4 separate regions of the Gossypium hirsutum genome follow, and regions 2, 3 and 4 are each linked to region 1. The links are chromatin contacts, called in public Hi-C maps. All regions are on one chromosome and are shown on one strand. Each heading gives the region's core, a stretch centred on a gene start, on an enhancer-like site or on the middle of the called end of the contact. The rest is flanking DNA. Distances are from core to core; before and after follow the strand shown.

What was found. Hi-C and Micro-C count contacts between places; a contact is called where the count stands out from the background.
Region 2: a contact with region 1 is called in a Hi-C map of seedling, with 2.2 times the contacts expected there. The contact joins the promoter of LOC107895432 here to the promoter of LOC107896377 in region 1.
Region 3: a contact with region 1 is called in a Hi-C map of leaf, with 2.8 times the contacts expected there. The contact joins the promoter of LOC107896365 here to the promoter of LOC107896377 in region 1. A contact is called at or near these places in 2 of 34 Hi-C or Micro-C datasets (hypocotyl and leaf).
Region 4: a Hi-C map of leaf shows a contact between it and region 1, with 1.7 times the contacts expected there. The contact joins the enhancer-like site here to the promoter of LOC107896377 in region 1. A contact is called at or near these places in 11 of 34 Hi-C or Micro-C datasets (anther, callus, hypocotyl and 2 more).

What each region holds. Positions count from the first base shown.
Region 1 is chrA10:106,578,374-106,582,100 of Gossypium_hirsutum_v2.1, forward strand. LOC107896377 (wall-associated receptor kinase 5) reads left to right here and starts at 2,104. Exons shown (of 3, transcript XM_016821540.2): 1 at 2,104-3,096; 2 at 3,198-3,374. The coding sequence starts at 2,223.
Region 2 is chrA10:106,829,359-106,833,085 of Gossypium_hirsutum_v2.1, forward strand. It overlaps LOC107895432 (probable leucine-rich repeat receptor-like protein kinase At1g35710), which reads left to right and starts at 1,856. Exons shown (of 1, transcript XM_016820715.1): 1 at 1,856-3,649. The coding sequence starts at 1,856. The coding sequence ends at 3,649.
Region 3 is chrA10:106,359,977-106,363,703 of Gossypium_hirsutum_v2.1, forward strand. It overlaps LOC107896365 (calvin cycle protein CP12-3, chloroplastic), which reads right to left and starts at 2,102. Exons shown (of 1, transcript XM_016821531.2): 1 at 1,255-2,102. The coding sequence starts at 1,905. The coding sequence ends at 1,525.
Region 4 is chrA10:106,442,549-106,446,275 of Gossypium_hirsutum_v2.1, forward strand. It overlaps the pseudogene LOC107896366. Among protein-coding and RNA genes, the nearest start is that of LOC121207608, 10 kb to the right of the region's middle. Within about 2 kb of position 2,168, at least 7 of the 9 cell types and tissues checked have an H3K27ac peak or open chromatin away from gene starts, as enhancers often do. A contact at or near this core is called in leaf, where this site is marked.

The sequences.
Region 1 (3,727 bases), core at 854-3,353:
ATTTTTTTATTTTTTTAAAAAACAGTATATATATAGATACATATATATATAAAAATTAAAAATTTTATCTGTATATGGCGGCGCTGGTGGTGGGCCACAGCGGCGATCGGCCGGATCCTTGCCGGACCAAGGACCCTGCAGAGAGAAAAATGAGAGGGCTCAGTTTTTCTTTTTGAGAAGAGTGAAAGGGAAATGTTTTTTTTAGAATTTTCCTATTTATATAGGGTCCAAAACGACGCCGTTTTGGACTTAAGCACCAGTGCCAAAACGACGTCGTTTCACCTAAGATCCGCATGTTGACCCGACCCGCCAGCAGGATCCTCGTGTTTTTATTTAATGGGATATTTGTGATCCCAGCCCTTCCGCTTTTTTACAACATTGCAATTAAATCTTTCGTTATTTCTAATTTTGCCCTAAAATTTTGTTTTGATTTCCTTTTGGTCCTGCGTAAAACGATAAGTTTGGGAGGGTGGGGATATTTTCTCCTTTAATCCCTCCTTGTTATTCGCACATTCGATGTGGTCCATTTCTTTCTTTCTTTATTTTGGATTTTCCCCGAATACTTGTTTTAAATTCAATTTAGTCCTCTATTAGCTATTTGGCAATTTTTTTTCTTTTTACTATTATTTATTATCATTATTATTATTACCTTCATTATTATTATTATTATTTTCTTTTACCATTCTTATTACTACTTTTGTTATTATTTTATCTAATATATTATTATTATCACTATTATTTTCATATATGTTTTATTACAAGTTGTGCTTTAAGTATTATTTATTTTAATTTGGTTCTTTACTTCCAATATTTTTAAACCTTTTCCCTTATATTTATTTATTCATTACTTTATTATTATTGTCCTCAATATTATTTATTTATTTCATCTTTACCTATTCATATTATTATTATTTTAATTTGTTTGTTAATATTACTATGACTATAATAGTACATTAGTATTATCATATCATTTATTTATCATATATTCTTGACTTGTATAGTTGTTTTATATATTATTGCAGTATTATTCTCCATGAACTATGTTTGAATATAATTGGTTATCTTTGTATTATGCTTCAAAATAGCCCATGTCGTTTTAAACTTACGTTTGATAAAATTTTTTTTAAAAAAAAAGAAACTTTCAAAGTAAAGCAATGTTCTGTATTTGGAAATTCGAGAGATCGTGCCCTAATGTGCTGGGTTTCGATTTTTTCGTTTGATTCAAATAACCGAATAACCTTTTAAAATTAAAGTGCTTGAGTTTTGAAAAGCCAAAGATCGGCTTACTCTCGAGGGTTTAAAGCGTCGTGTCCTAATGTGTTGGATGTTACATTTTATTACTTCGGGACGAGAAGGTCTTTAACATCTGCTTCGATTTATCTAAACATCTTTGCAAAATTAACATTAATAAAAAGAGATCGTATTCTAAATTCTTTTTGAGTTTTCAAATTTCGACATTAAGACATTACTTAATCAATTAGGTACCAATTTTGGGCATTACGAGAGTGCTAATCTTTTCTTGTACGTAACCGACTCTCGAACATGTTTTCTCGAATTTCGTAGACCAAAATCGCTGTTTTAGTAAAGCAAAACATTTTATTAAAACGATCAAAATATTAGGTGATCCATTCACACCTAAACAAAAAAGATTGGTGGCGACTCCCAATTTTCATTTTCTTTTCAAAATATAAAGTTGATTCCCATTTTTCAAAAAAAATGATTTCGAGAGTATAGCCATAAATTTAGCTTGAGGGAAGGTTTATTTAAGCCTTTTTCTTTTTACGAACAATGAAGAAAAGTTTTTAAATTGAAAAAGGATGTGGAAAGTTTTTAAAGACAATGCATAATTTAACTTTAGTGCCTAATTAATCGTCCTCTTTAAAAATAAAATCCAATCAAACAAATATCTAAAAGCATAATTTTAATCCGCAACATTGTGTTGAGTGAAGATTTTATTTTTTTAAAAAACTACTACTATTACTACTAATAGTAATAAAAATAAATTCTTGTGCACAACGAAGAAAAGTGTTTATATCGAAAAAGAACGTGGAAAGTTTTTGAAGGCAATGGAGCGAGTCAACACGGTAATAATGAATCATGTGCCCGCTACAACTTGTCTATTAAAATGGCGTTGAATCTTCAAACATTCATCCTATTCCTACCTGTAAGATATTCTATATTTACATAGCCCAGATAGTGGGAAAAACAAACAAGAGAGGGTGATGGGGTTTGGTGGTATGTTTAAGAAGCTTACTGTGTTTGCAGTTATGGTAACAATTATGGCAACTTCAGTAGCAGCTCAACCGAAACCAGGATGCCAAAGCCACTGCGGAAACATAGGAATCCCATACCCTTTTGGTACACGCAAGGGTTGCAACATCGGCAGCGACTTCTTCATTAATTGTAACACCTCTTTTAACCCCCCAAAAGCATTCTTAAGCGACACTGAAATTGAAGTTCTCAACATCTCCCTGGATGATGGTCATTTGCGCGTTCAATATGACAAGTCCATAGGTTATGACTGTTATGACTCATCAGGGCCCACTTCACAGGGGAGTCCCTTTTTCGGTCATAGAAAATTCTCCATATCTTACTCCAGAAACAAGTTCACTGCCATTGGTTGTGACACTATCGCCTACTTCTGGGGTTTTTACATGCTTTCAAACTATTCATCCGGATGTTTAACAGTTTGTAATAATGTGAGCGATGTGATAAATGGGTCTTGCTCTGGCATTGGCTGCTGCCAGACGGCTATCCCTAGAGGATTGCAGGCTTATTTCTTCGATTTTAGTAGCTCTCGGAATCATTCCAGCGTGTTGACGTTCAATCCTTGCAGCTATGTATTTATTGTGGAAGATGGAGCCTACACCTTCTCTACATCAGATCTTTCCAACCTAGATTTCAACAAAAGGGAATACCCACTTATTCTTGATTGGACAATCGGGAATCAAACTTGTGAAGAAGCTAAAATGGACCCAAAAAATTATGCTTGCAAGCAAAATAGTGCTTGTATAGATCCAGAAAGTGGCCCTGGATATTTGTGCAAGTGTAATCATGGTTTTCAGGGTAACCCTTATCTCTCCATCGGCTGCCAAGGTAAAGATTTCAAGTTCTTCTCCATTGCAGATTCATTTTGATGAAATTACCTAACTGTACTCTTTTTTTCTTTGTTTATTTAAAATGTTTAAAAACTGTAGATATTAATGAATGTGAAACACTGAAGCCTTGCAATGAAAGTGGTACATGTCATAATACACTTGGAAGCTATAATTGCTCATGCCCTGAAGGATTTGAGGGTGATGGTCAGAAAAATGGAACAGGTTGCAGTCCCAAGCCGCGCCGTGATAATTTTCCCATTCTTGTTGTTGCTCTAGGTTGGTACACTTAATTAAATGTTACTTTCATTATATGTCAGATAAGAGTTATTGTTTTTGGGTTCAATCAAGAGCTGATATAAATAAATTTTATTTACCTTATTTAACATTTTTATTTACTTCATTAATAATAGCCACATTATAATTAAATAATAATGTACTCACAATATTGTATAATTCGTATACACTTTTAATATTTAATTATTACTATTTTTTACTATCTTTTTTGTCACTTTAGTTTTGATTTTTCTTTCCACCATTTTGGTTATTAACCTTCTAAATTTAGTCAAATTATTATCTTATAAAAAATTAATTATATAATTAAAATTTTAACAGTTTTTAAAAGAAAATGA
Region 2 (3,727 bases), core at 606-3,105, 250 kb after region 1:
ATCATTTGTAATATTTAAACATTGATGCATTTAGCATCTATTAAAGGAAGATAACAGTCATATTCTCTTAAAGATATGAATGTTTATTATTTTAAGGTAAGTTATTTGGTCATTTTAAAAAAAAAATTAACTAAATTAATCACTTTAATGTTAAATTGAATGGAATGCTCTCATTTCCTTTTATATTTCTTATTTCTTTGATTTTTCTTTTTTTTTCCTTTCTTTCTTATTTTTTCCATCTTCTCCTTTCTAACTTACTAACCTTAGCTCCCGCTTCCTCTATCAAACCACTGCTATTGAGCATTGTCATGTCAATGGACAACTTTAAAGGACGCTTATTTTATTTCCCTATTTTTCTTGTTTTTCTTATCCTTACCCACAATCACCGCTTCTTACTATTGTCATTTGATGTCTTCTCTGACGCTAAATTGCCGATTCAAAACCACCAAAGTGAAGCCCAAAGCCTCCTCTTTAGATCTATAGGTTTAGATTTAAAAAAGAAAGCTCAAAAGTTGTGAGGTCACTCTCAAAATTTTAGAATTTTCATGCTTGGCAGGAGCAACAATGACATCATTAAGGGAGGCAACTGTTAGGATTTTTAGGTTAGAAAAGGGAAAAGATGAAGAAAAGGAGAGGATATAGCAAAAATAAGGAAAAAGATAAAAGAATAAGGAAAGTATGGAATGTATCTCGCATCTTGGGCGAAATAGAGTCGACACCATGATAAGGAAGAGCCGACGTCCCGATGATGTGACATGTGAAGTCTCAACGAGCCGATAAATGACGTCACGACATAACAACATATTTCCTACTAAATTGGGTTTCTTCTCCTTGTTAAACTCTGCTATTTTTTCTAGGTTGAACTTTAATAACTCTAGGAATATTTTAATCATATTAGCCCACGAATTTCAACCTATAAATAGAGCTTTTAGCAACTCTGGAGAGATTGATTCAACAACTCAGCAAATGAAAGTAAGAAGAATTTTGTTTTTTAGTTAGTGAGCTTTGTATTTTTTAGGATTTAAGGGCTTGTTTTGTTTTTCCTCCATCTTTTATTCTTCTTCGGTTATTTGCCATTTTAGTGAAGTTTTCTTTACCTGTGGTTTTTTTATTCTCTCTAGACGAGTTTTTCTACATAAATATTTACATCCAATTTTCTCCATTCATTCTTGTTTGTTGCTTAATTCGGGTTTCAGCCCAATAGAAAGAAAGAAAAAAAAAAGATGGACTTAATGTTTGAGTAATCAGTTTGATTGATTTCTTTAGCAGTGACCAAATTAACAAAAAAAAAAGTTTTTTGGATGATCGAAATAGGAATGACCTAATTTTAAAGTGGCTATAAGGATAATTTACTCCATTTTTAATTGATAATAAAAAATTTCAATTCAAATTTAAATTTAAAATATAAAAAATGAAATTTATTTTTTGATTAAACAAATAAATGTAAGCTTAAAATCAATAAAAAAGCACTTTCCCTTTAAAAAAACATATTTAATTAAAATTTAAAATATAATTAAATTGAAAATAAACATAAAAAAAATCAAATTTATTTTTATTAGGTAATCAAGTAATTGTATTATTGGAACTCCAGTAAATTGACTTTATCGCCTATCCCCGACGGTAGAATTTGTAAGGCACAGGCTTGACTTAAGTCTGTCCAAACAGCAGGTCTTGAACAATATAATTAATACAGATTGTGAAAGATCCCTTCATGTCATATCTACAACTTGCAATTTTTTCCACTTGATGTCGAAGCTTCATGGTGATTGAAACAGCACCAATCTTCTGTTATAAATAACCAAAGCCTTTTATTACAATTAACCACACAAGCTCCTTAATTTCAACTATCAATACCATGGCTTCTTTCTTAGTACCATTCAAACTCATCTTCTTCCTCATCTTTGTATTTTTCCATGCTTTCTCTTCGTCATCCTCCATAACTTCCATGGAAGCTGAAACTCTTTTAAAATGGAAAGCTAGCCTCGACAACACCACACAAACTTTTCTCTCTTCTTTGTGGGTCGGAAGTAGCCATTGCAATTGGGTTGGAATCACTTGCAACAATGCCGGAAGCGTCACCAATCTAAGCCTTGCAGAGTATGATTTGAGATTGAGAGGTACACTTCACCATCTCAATTTCCTTTCCTTGCCTAACTTGATTAGGCTTCACCTTCGAAACAACTCATTGTATGGGCCCATTCCTTCGCACATTGGAAACCTTTCCAAACTCATCTTCCTTGACTTGTCATACAATAACTTCTCAGGACATATCCCATCTGAAATTTGCTTGTTGAGAAGTCTTCAATTGATCTCCTTAATAGCAAATAAGATTAGTGGTCCCATTCCACAAGAAATAGGAAATCTGAGTACAATTTCTAATATCTATTTCTATGGTAACTATCTAAGTGGTCCAATCCCTGCCTCTATAGGAAGATTGCATAATTTATACAGGCTTGACCTTAACAGCAACCGACTCAATGGTTTTATACCTAAACAAGTTGGAACGTTGAGGTCACTTTATATGTTGGACTTGTCAGGAAACAGCTTAACTGGTCCTATACCGGCATCTATAGGAAACTTAAGTAACTTGGTGTATCTTTTCTTGTATGGAAATCATCTTTCTGGTTCTATTCCCAATGAAATTGGAGGGCTTAAATCACTTTTCATGATCCAGTTCTCGAAAAATAATCTCGGTGGCGTCATCCCTAATTCCATAGGAAACTTGACCAAGTTATTTAGTGTCATGCTTGATACAAATGCCATTTCTGGTTCAATACCTCGCGAGATAGGAATGCTTAAATCTCTCAACTTTTTGCTTTTGGCTGATAACTCAATCTCTAGTCCAATCCCTACTTCCATAGGAAACTTGACCAACTTAACTACTCTTAGCCTTTCTCAGAATATGTTTTTTGGATTGATACCTAAAGAGGTAGGGATGCTTAAATCTCTCAGTCAATTGGATCTGTCTAATAACACATTCTCTGGACAAATCCCTACTTCCATAGGAAACTTGAGCAGCTTATCAGAAGTTTTCCTTGGTGAAAATAGTTTGTCAGGCCCCATTCCTCCAATATACAATAATCTTACTAATCTCCAATTATCAAACAACCATCTCACTGGTACATTACCAGAAAATTTATGCCTCGGTGGAGTACTCACTCGACTTGCAGTGATCAACAACAATTTGTCAGGTCCTATCCCATCAAGTTTGAGAAACTGCAAAAGCTTAATCAGAGTTAGGGTGGATGGAAACCGTTTGACTGGAAATATATCAGAAGTTTTTGGTATATATCCACATTTGAATTATGCTTCGTTAAGCGATAACAATTTTTATGGCGAACTTTCTCCAAATTGGGGGAAATGTCATAATCTAACAAGCCTACGTCTCTCCAACAATAACATTTCTGGAAAGATTCCATTCGAATTGGGACATGCAACCCAGCTACAAGAACTTGATCTTTCTTCCAATCATCTAGTCGATGAGATTCCCATGGAACTGGGAGCATTGAAAATGATGACCCGTCTTTTGCTAAGTGGTAACCAATTTTCAGGCAAAATTCCATCAGAGATTGGACTTCTATCAAATCTAGAACAACTTAACTTGGCTTCAAACAATTTAAGAGGGCCTATTCCTGATGATCTTGGATAAACAATCTGTTTATTTAAAAAGAAAATTAAAGCTTTTGTTAACTTTTTTGGATAAATATATACGGAGTTATCTGAACTT
Region 3 (3,727 bases), core at 852-3,351, 220 kb before region 1:
TAGAGTGATTGTCGTCTTATTAGAATTCGACTTGAATTGAGACAAGAAAGGGTGGCTTCTGTTGTAAGTGAACCTACAAAGTCGCATAATTTGTGGAAAAAAAAAGGTAGTACATCAATTCCTGGAGCTTTGAGTGCTTCTTTGACCTCTGATACACTAAAATGCTCAGTGGATAGAGTGAGAATATGTAAATGTTGTATTTTGGTTTTAATTGACACCCTCATTAATTAGACATAAAGATACTTTAAAAATGATCAATGAACACTTGTTTGATCAATCCCCTACATCTTGTTCTACATTCTGCGCCTTTTTTCAGGTAGACCCTTAATACACCAGACTTCTAGAACCAATGAACACAATGGTTGCCCTTCTCTAACTTTTCTTTCCTCTCCCCCCAATCCAAATTGCTCTGCACCCATGTCAGTGGCCTTTCTTTTGTTATTTGGGTTGAATTTTCTTTTACAGCAGTTTCTATTTGAAAATTGCCAATTCAAAAATAAATTTAAATATATTAAGTGATAAAAAGGTTCTACTTTTTTTCATCATATTTTATAAAAAAATGCCAAAAAATTGTTATAGAATCTAGTATTAAATGCATTGAAAAGTATAATTATCAAAATAAATTGATATGGAAAGTTATTAATTCTTTTTTGTTATCAGGCACCCTAAAATCTACTTGGTTTTTTTTTTATAGTATATTGATTTTTTTGTCCCGTCATTTATTTTTTGCCCCAAACAATATTTTAGCTTTTTGTTTTTGTTTTGAATTTTATTTAACCTTTAAATTTGTATAATTTATCAAATCAAACTTAAAATAAATGAAAAACACTTGTTGACTTTATTGATATACATATGAATCTTCATGTATATATATATTAGCAATTAATTAAATTTTTAGAATTTAAAAATATTTTTAGAAATACCTTTTAAAAAATAAAAAATTAATCAACAGTGTCTGTATATGTTATGTCAATAAAAGTTAATTTTTTATTTATTTATGAATAATTTGATAAATAATGAAAATATAAAAATTAAAGGGTTAAGTAAATTATTATATTTTTGTTTTGAAGGGAAAAGTAGATTTTAGGTGGGTAAATTTTTGAGACAGCTTTTAATGGTGTAATAAAAAAGAATGAGAGCCTACAAAATATTGGACCGCGAAATCTATAAAAATAAAATTGTAATTTATTATACATCTGATTTTCTTTAGTTAAGCTTCATTGTTTTTGTGACAAGCTCAACTCAAATCTAAAATTAACAGTAAAATTTCTCGTCTTTTTTTATTTTTGCCTATCAAACATCATAAAATGTTAAAAACAACAAAGTTTTTACAACATAAAAGGAGCTTGATCAGCTCTGTTAATCATGTTTTTCAATCTAAAACAAAAGTAGCTTAACAAAGACATATTCATACCATACACTTCACTAATAGCAGCAATAACCCCATGAAAAGTAATGGAAACTGGCACATCCATAAAACAAGATCAAACAAAAAGGGTTTTGAGGGAAGATCGAATTTCTTCATCAATCATCATAAACTTTGCACTCTTCAGTCTCAGGATCTTTCTTTTCAACTTCAAGTCTAAGCCTTAGATCAGCTTTGGCTTGACTTACCTCTTCAACTTCATCCCAAGCTACTTTGCATTCATCAGATGTCTCATCTCCTTCACAAACTTGCTTGGCTTCTGTCACTTTCATCTTAATCATATCACTTAACTGTTTCTCCCTCATTTGAGTCCCTTTATACTTAGCTCCTCCTCCCATGGCATTTATAGTCATCCTTCTTGAAACCCTTTTTTCATTACAATGAAATGAAGCAGACAACACCCTTGAACTTGGAGCAAAAGGTGACGTTGGGATCTTTTCCGAGGCTGCTGTCAGTGAGTGAAGCCTTAGAGTTGCCATGGCTGATACGATATAGCTGATATAACAAATTATATGAGTTTGGGCTATGATTCTTATGAAGATCGATGGTTTTGATGAAGGAATGAAGTCTTTTTCGATGAGAAAAAGAGTGGGGTTTTGAAGTTATGATGAAGGGGAAAGAAACAAGTTTGGATTTGGAGGGATTGAGATAAGGTGAAGACAGGTGAGAAATGGGATTTTCGTGGATTGTCTTTTGCATTTACCAACTGATGCTTCCATATCCACACATTCGTTTAGCTCCGCCCCCACACGCTTCAAACAGAAACTAACGTGCTTCTTGTTGTCATAGAGTTAAATTTGGATGGGAAGAGTTGTAAAATATTTAAGTTAATATATTATTTGTTGTTCGAGTTTGATTATACTAGTTTTGGTTTTACTTTAGTATTTATATTTGATAAAAGTTGTACATTTTAGTACCTAAAGGTAAATGTGTTAATTTTTTAGTATTAAATTTAAATTTTAAGATTAATTTGATGAAAGTTAATTGTTAATATTATTAGTTTCGAAATTTTTATGATTTTGTTAATAGAATAAATTTAGTGTTAATTGTAAATTTGTTTAATTTATCAAATACAGTTCGATGGAATCAACTCTAAAATCCAAGTTAAACACTAAAAAAATAACACTTTTATCTTCAAGATGTCAAAATGTTTAACTTTTGTAAAATATATATACAACATTAGACCGAAAAATAATACATATACCATATTAAAGAAAAAAAAGTTAAACTCAACTAACAAATTACTTATTAAACCAAAATATTTGTATGGTTAGTTATTTCTATTTTTTTGTTTATTTTTGGATTTGGATTTTAGTCACCCGGTTGACTTTTTATAACTAATTTTTTCTTAGCAGGAGCATTGCATGTGAATAATCACCTTTAATTGTGGTTGCTATTTAATAAAATATAATAATTTTATATAATTAATGTAAGTAATATTTTTAAAATTAATTAAATTATATAAAATAGGTTCAGTATGCTCTAATTTCGTGTATTTAAAAAAATCATTTTTTAATTAGATCAAGTGAATTTTTTACTAACAAATTTAATATAAAAATTTTAATGGTGTTAATAAATAAGTTTAAATTTTAAAATTTAAAAAGTTAAAAAATATAGAAATTTTTAAAAAAATAAAAAAAATTAAATTCTAAAATTATAAAGATTTATAACATATTTTAATCTATAAAAATCTTAAAATGAAAATAATTTTAAATCATAGTTAAAATAGTTGTACAATAATGAAAAATATATCTGTTTAATGTTTAAAATTTCAACATATTGCATGTCGATTCTTTTCACTCCTTAATCTTTATTGTCTAATATTTCTATTATTATTAAACTTACCATTTTAATTTATTAAATTATACTTATTTTATTTTTATGTTAAACTTAAATATATTTAATAAATTTATTTTATGTAAATTATCACTAAGGATTTAAATAAATAAAAAATTTATAAGGATTTAAATAAATAAAAAAATTATTCTTTTTCCTACAAAAAATACGGATTAGTTATATCCTATGTGGCAAAGTAACATGCCACATAAAAAAAAAATCATCTGAATGACGATTTTGTAATATTTCAATAATTTTAGTGATAATTTTGTAACTTTTCATAAGTTCGATGATTGAAATATAAATTTAATTAAAGGTAAGGGACAATTGATGTTGTTTACCTATTTACTTATTTAAAATGTTAATTAGTTAATAATATAGTAACAAACATGGGCAAAGCCAGAACAATTTTTTAGGGGTTAAATAAAATTTTAATATTTTTTTATAGTTTATATATTTATAATT
Region 4 (3,727 bases), core at 918-3,417, 140 kb before region 1:
TGGTCATTTGACATCGATGACAATGTCGATTCCAGCGAAGAAAAATACGAAATAAGATCACCAGGATGCCTCCCCATAAAAACTTCCATCGTTAGCACCCGAAAACTGAGACATCACACTTCTCATCTACTCTCATTGTATAAGCCAACTCTATATAAAAGATTTTTCTAATTAACATATGCTATTTGAACTTTGTCTATTTAACAACATGCAAGAAATTAACAGCTTTAATCAAACAGATAACATGTTCAACGCATTTTTTAGGAAAAAGAATTAGTTAATACCTGGAGCTATGTACCCATAGGTCCCCGCAAGTGAAGTCCAGTTGGAGGAGTCAGGCTTTAAAATCCTAGCAGTGCCAAAATCAGAGACACGAGCTTCATAATCCAAATCCAAGAGAACATTGTTGCTAGAAATGTCCCTATGAACTATAGGTTGTGAATGACTATGATGCATATAAGACAAAGCATTAGCCAATCCTTTAACAACATTTACCCTCTTCTTCCAGTCCAGCTCTGTAGCCTGTTTATTGTTGCTTAACACCATTCTCAAACTTCCCCTTTCCACAAGCTCATAAACGAGAAAAGAATGACTTGGATGTGAACAAAAACCATACATCTGCACAATGTTACGGTGCCTTATTTCTAATAAAGCCAAAACCTCGCTTTCAAAGGCTTTTAAGTTGTTGATGAGTATGTTGTCTTCAGATTGGTGAAGTTTCTTCACAGCAACCACCTGACCAGTTGGTAATGCAGCTTTATAAACACTTCCATATCCTCCTGAACCAATGCAATAGTCAGAGCTAAAATCTTCAGTGGCTTCAATGATGTGGTCATGGAGTATTCTTCCATCAAAACCCAAAACAGTAAAAATATCTCCTTGTTGTTCCTCCTTTGGCTGTGATTCATTGGTTTGAGTCTTTTTGCAGAAAGTAAAGAAACTTCCAACCAATAAAAATAGCAAAAATAAACTGCCAAAGAGTGGAAGGATAACTGAAATGATGACTTTTGTCCTTTTTCCATGACCATGGTTGGCCAGAAAAGAAGGAGCACAAGTCATTAGTCCTGTGGCATTACCACATAGGCCTTTATTGTTTCTCAAGGCATCAAACGATGCCTCATGAAAAGCCTTAAGATTTGGAATAGGACCTTCAAATTGATTGAAAGATATGTTCACAATTCTCAAACCATGCAAATTATTAAAAGCTTCCGGGATGGAACCGTCGAGCATATTGTGAGAAAGGTTCAATACTTCCAAGGACTGTAATTTTCCAAACTGTTGTGGGATACCTCCAATAAGTGAATTCTGACTCAAATCTAGGCTTTGAAGAGCATTAATGTAGCTTATTGAAGATGGAATGCTCTCTTCGAGGTTGTTCTTGCTCAAATTCAAGTTGAATAACTTGACGCAATTTCCAAGATCATCAGGAATAGGCCCACTAAAATTGTTTGATGCCAAGTCAAGTTGTTCGAGTTTTGAAAGAAGTCCTATCTCTGATGGAATTTTGCCAGAAAATTGGTTACCGCTTAGAAAAAGGCGGCTCATCATTGTCAACTTTCCCAGTTCCTTCGGAATCTCACTATTTAGATGATTGGAAGAGAGATCAAGTTCTTGTAATTGGGTTGCATGTCCCAACTCGAATGGAATCTTTCCAGAAATGTTATTATTGGAGATCTGTAGGCTTGTTAGATTATGGCATTGTCCCCAATTTGGAGAAAGTTCTCCGAAAATGTTGTTGTTGCTTAATGAAATAAAATCCAAATTTGGATATATACCAAAGGATTCTGATATATTCCCCGTTAAGTGGTTCCCTTCAAGCCTAAATCTGTATAAGCTAGTACAGTTTCTCAAACTTGATGGAATCAAACCGGTCAAATTATTGTTGATAGCTGCAAGATGATTTAGCAATCCCCCCAGGCACACATTCTCAGGTAATGAACCACTAAGATGATTGTATGATAAGTCTAATATTCTTGAACGATTAAGATTGTTCATAGTTTGAGGAATAAGGCCTGATAAACTATTTTCAAAAACCGTAAGTATCGACAACTTGTTTAAGTTTCCCATGGAAGTTGGGATAGAACCAGAAAGCCCATTAGAATAAAGCCCAAGATTGTCCAAGTTAGTCAAGTTTGCTATGGAATCAGGGATGACACCAGTGAGATTATTCTCCGACAACTGCAAGTCGAAAAGAGATTTGAGCATTCCTATCTCACTGGGGATAGAACCAGAAAGCCCATTAGAATCAAGCTCAAGATTGTCCAAGTTAGTCAAGTTTCCTATGGAAACAGGGATGACACCAGTGAGATTGTTTTTCAACAACTGCAATACGGAAAGCGATTTGAGCATTCCTATCTCACTGGGGATAGAACCAGAGAGATAATTACCATACAGATAGAGATATATCATGTTACTTAAGTTTCCTATACATGTTGGGATAGGACCAGTTAGGTAATTGTCTGAAATATCAAGGTGCCAAAGCGATCTAATCATTCCGATCTCTTTAGGTATGGAACCATTGAGCCTATTGCCAACGAGGTAAATTTGGGATAAATTCTGCAAGTCTCCAATTGAAATAGGTATTGTACCAGTGAGAAGGTTTTGGTGAAGAAAAAGCACAGAAAGTGAAGTCAACCTTCCTATATCAGAAGGAATACTTCCAAAGATATTATTTTGTGCCAAGTCCAGATGGTGAAGCTTGGTGAGGTTCAAAATTTCTCGTGGAATGGAACCAGTGATTGAATTGTTCTGTAAGGAGATCGTATAAAGACTTTTCAATAAGCCAATTTCTAAAGGGATATTTCCAGAGAAATTATTGTACGACAAGTCAAGGAAGTTGAGGTTGGAAAGGTTTCCGATGTGTGAAGGAATGGACCCATACAATGACTTGTTTCGAAGTTGAAGCCAAATCAAGTTGGGGAAGTGAAGGAAGTTGAGATTGTGAAGTGTACCTCTCAATTTCAATTCATATCCTCTCAGGGTCATATTGGTGATGCTTCCAGCACTGTTGCAAGTGATTCCAGTCCAATTGCAATGGTTGCTTCCACCCCACAAAGAAGATAGCAAAGTTTGGCTGTTGCTGTGGAGGCTAGCTTTCCATTCTAGAAGAGCTTCAGCTTCCCTGGAGGGTATGGTTTTAGAAGAGAAAGCATGGGAAGATGCAAAGAAGAGGAAGAAGATGATGAGTTCGAATGGTATTGAGGAAGAAGCCATGGATTTTTGGTTGATAATTGTGATCAAAGACATTGCCTATTTATAGAACAATGTCGGAGCTGTTTCAGTGTATATTAATTTCTGCATTTTGATTACGCGATGTCTCTACGTTAAACAAATTGTTATCTGAATTTATTTTTAAGGATTTCTTTTATAATTATTTTGAAGTGTTTTTTTAACAAGACATCAACTTATTATTACACTAAAGACGGTGAGTAAAGTACAAACATTCATTTGTTATATATGAAAGCGGTAAGTATAATAAAATCATATTTGTACACTAAAAATGAAATTAGTTAGTTGGTGACTCATTTAATATTTAGATACTATTTTACATTTTGACATTATAATTATTTAATTTTATTTTTATTAAATTACTTAGATTTAGTGTTAATTTAAAAGAATGTGTAAATGTTGATAACTAAATATGTAGTTATACTAGTAAATGTTGATAACTAAATATGTAGTTATACTAAGTGAAAAAGGTCACTTCATTATTTTTGTTAACAATTTA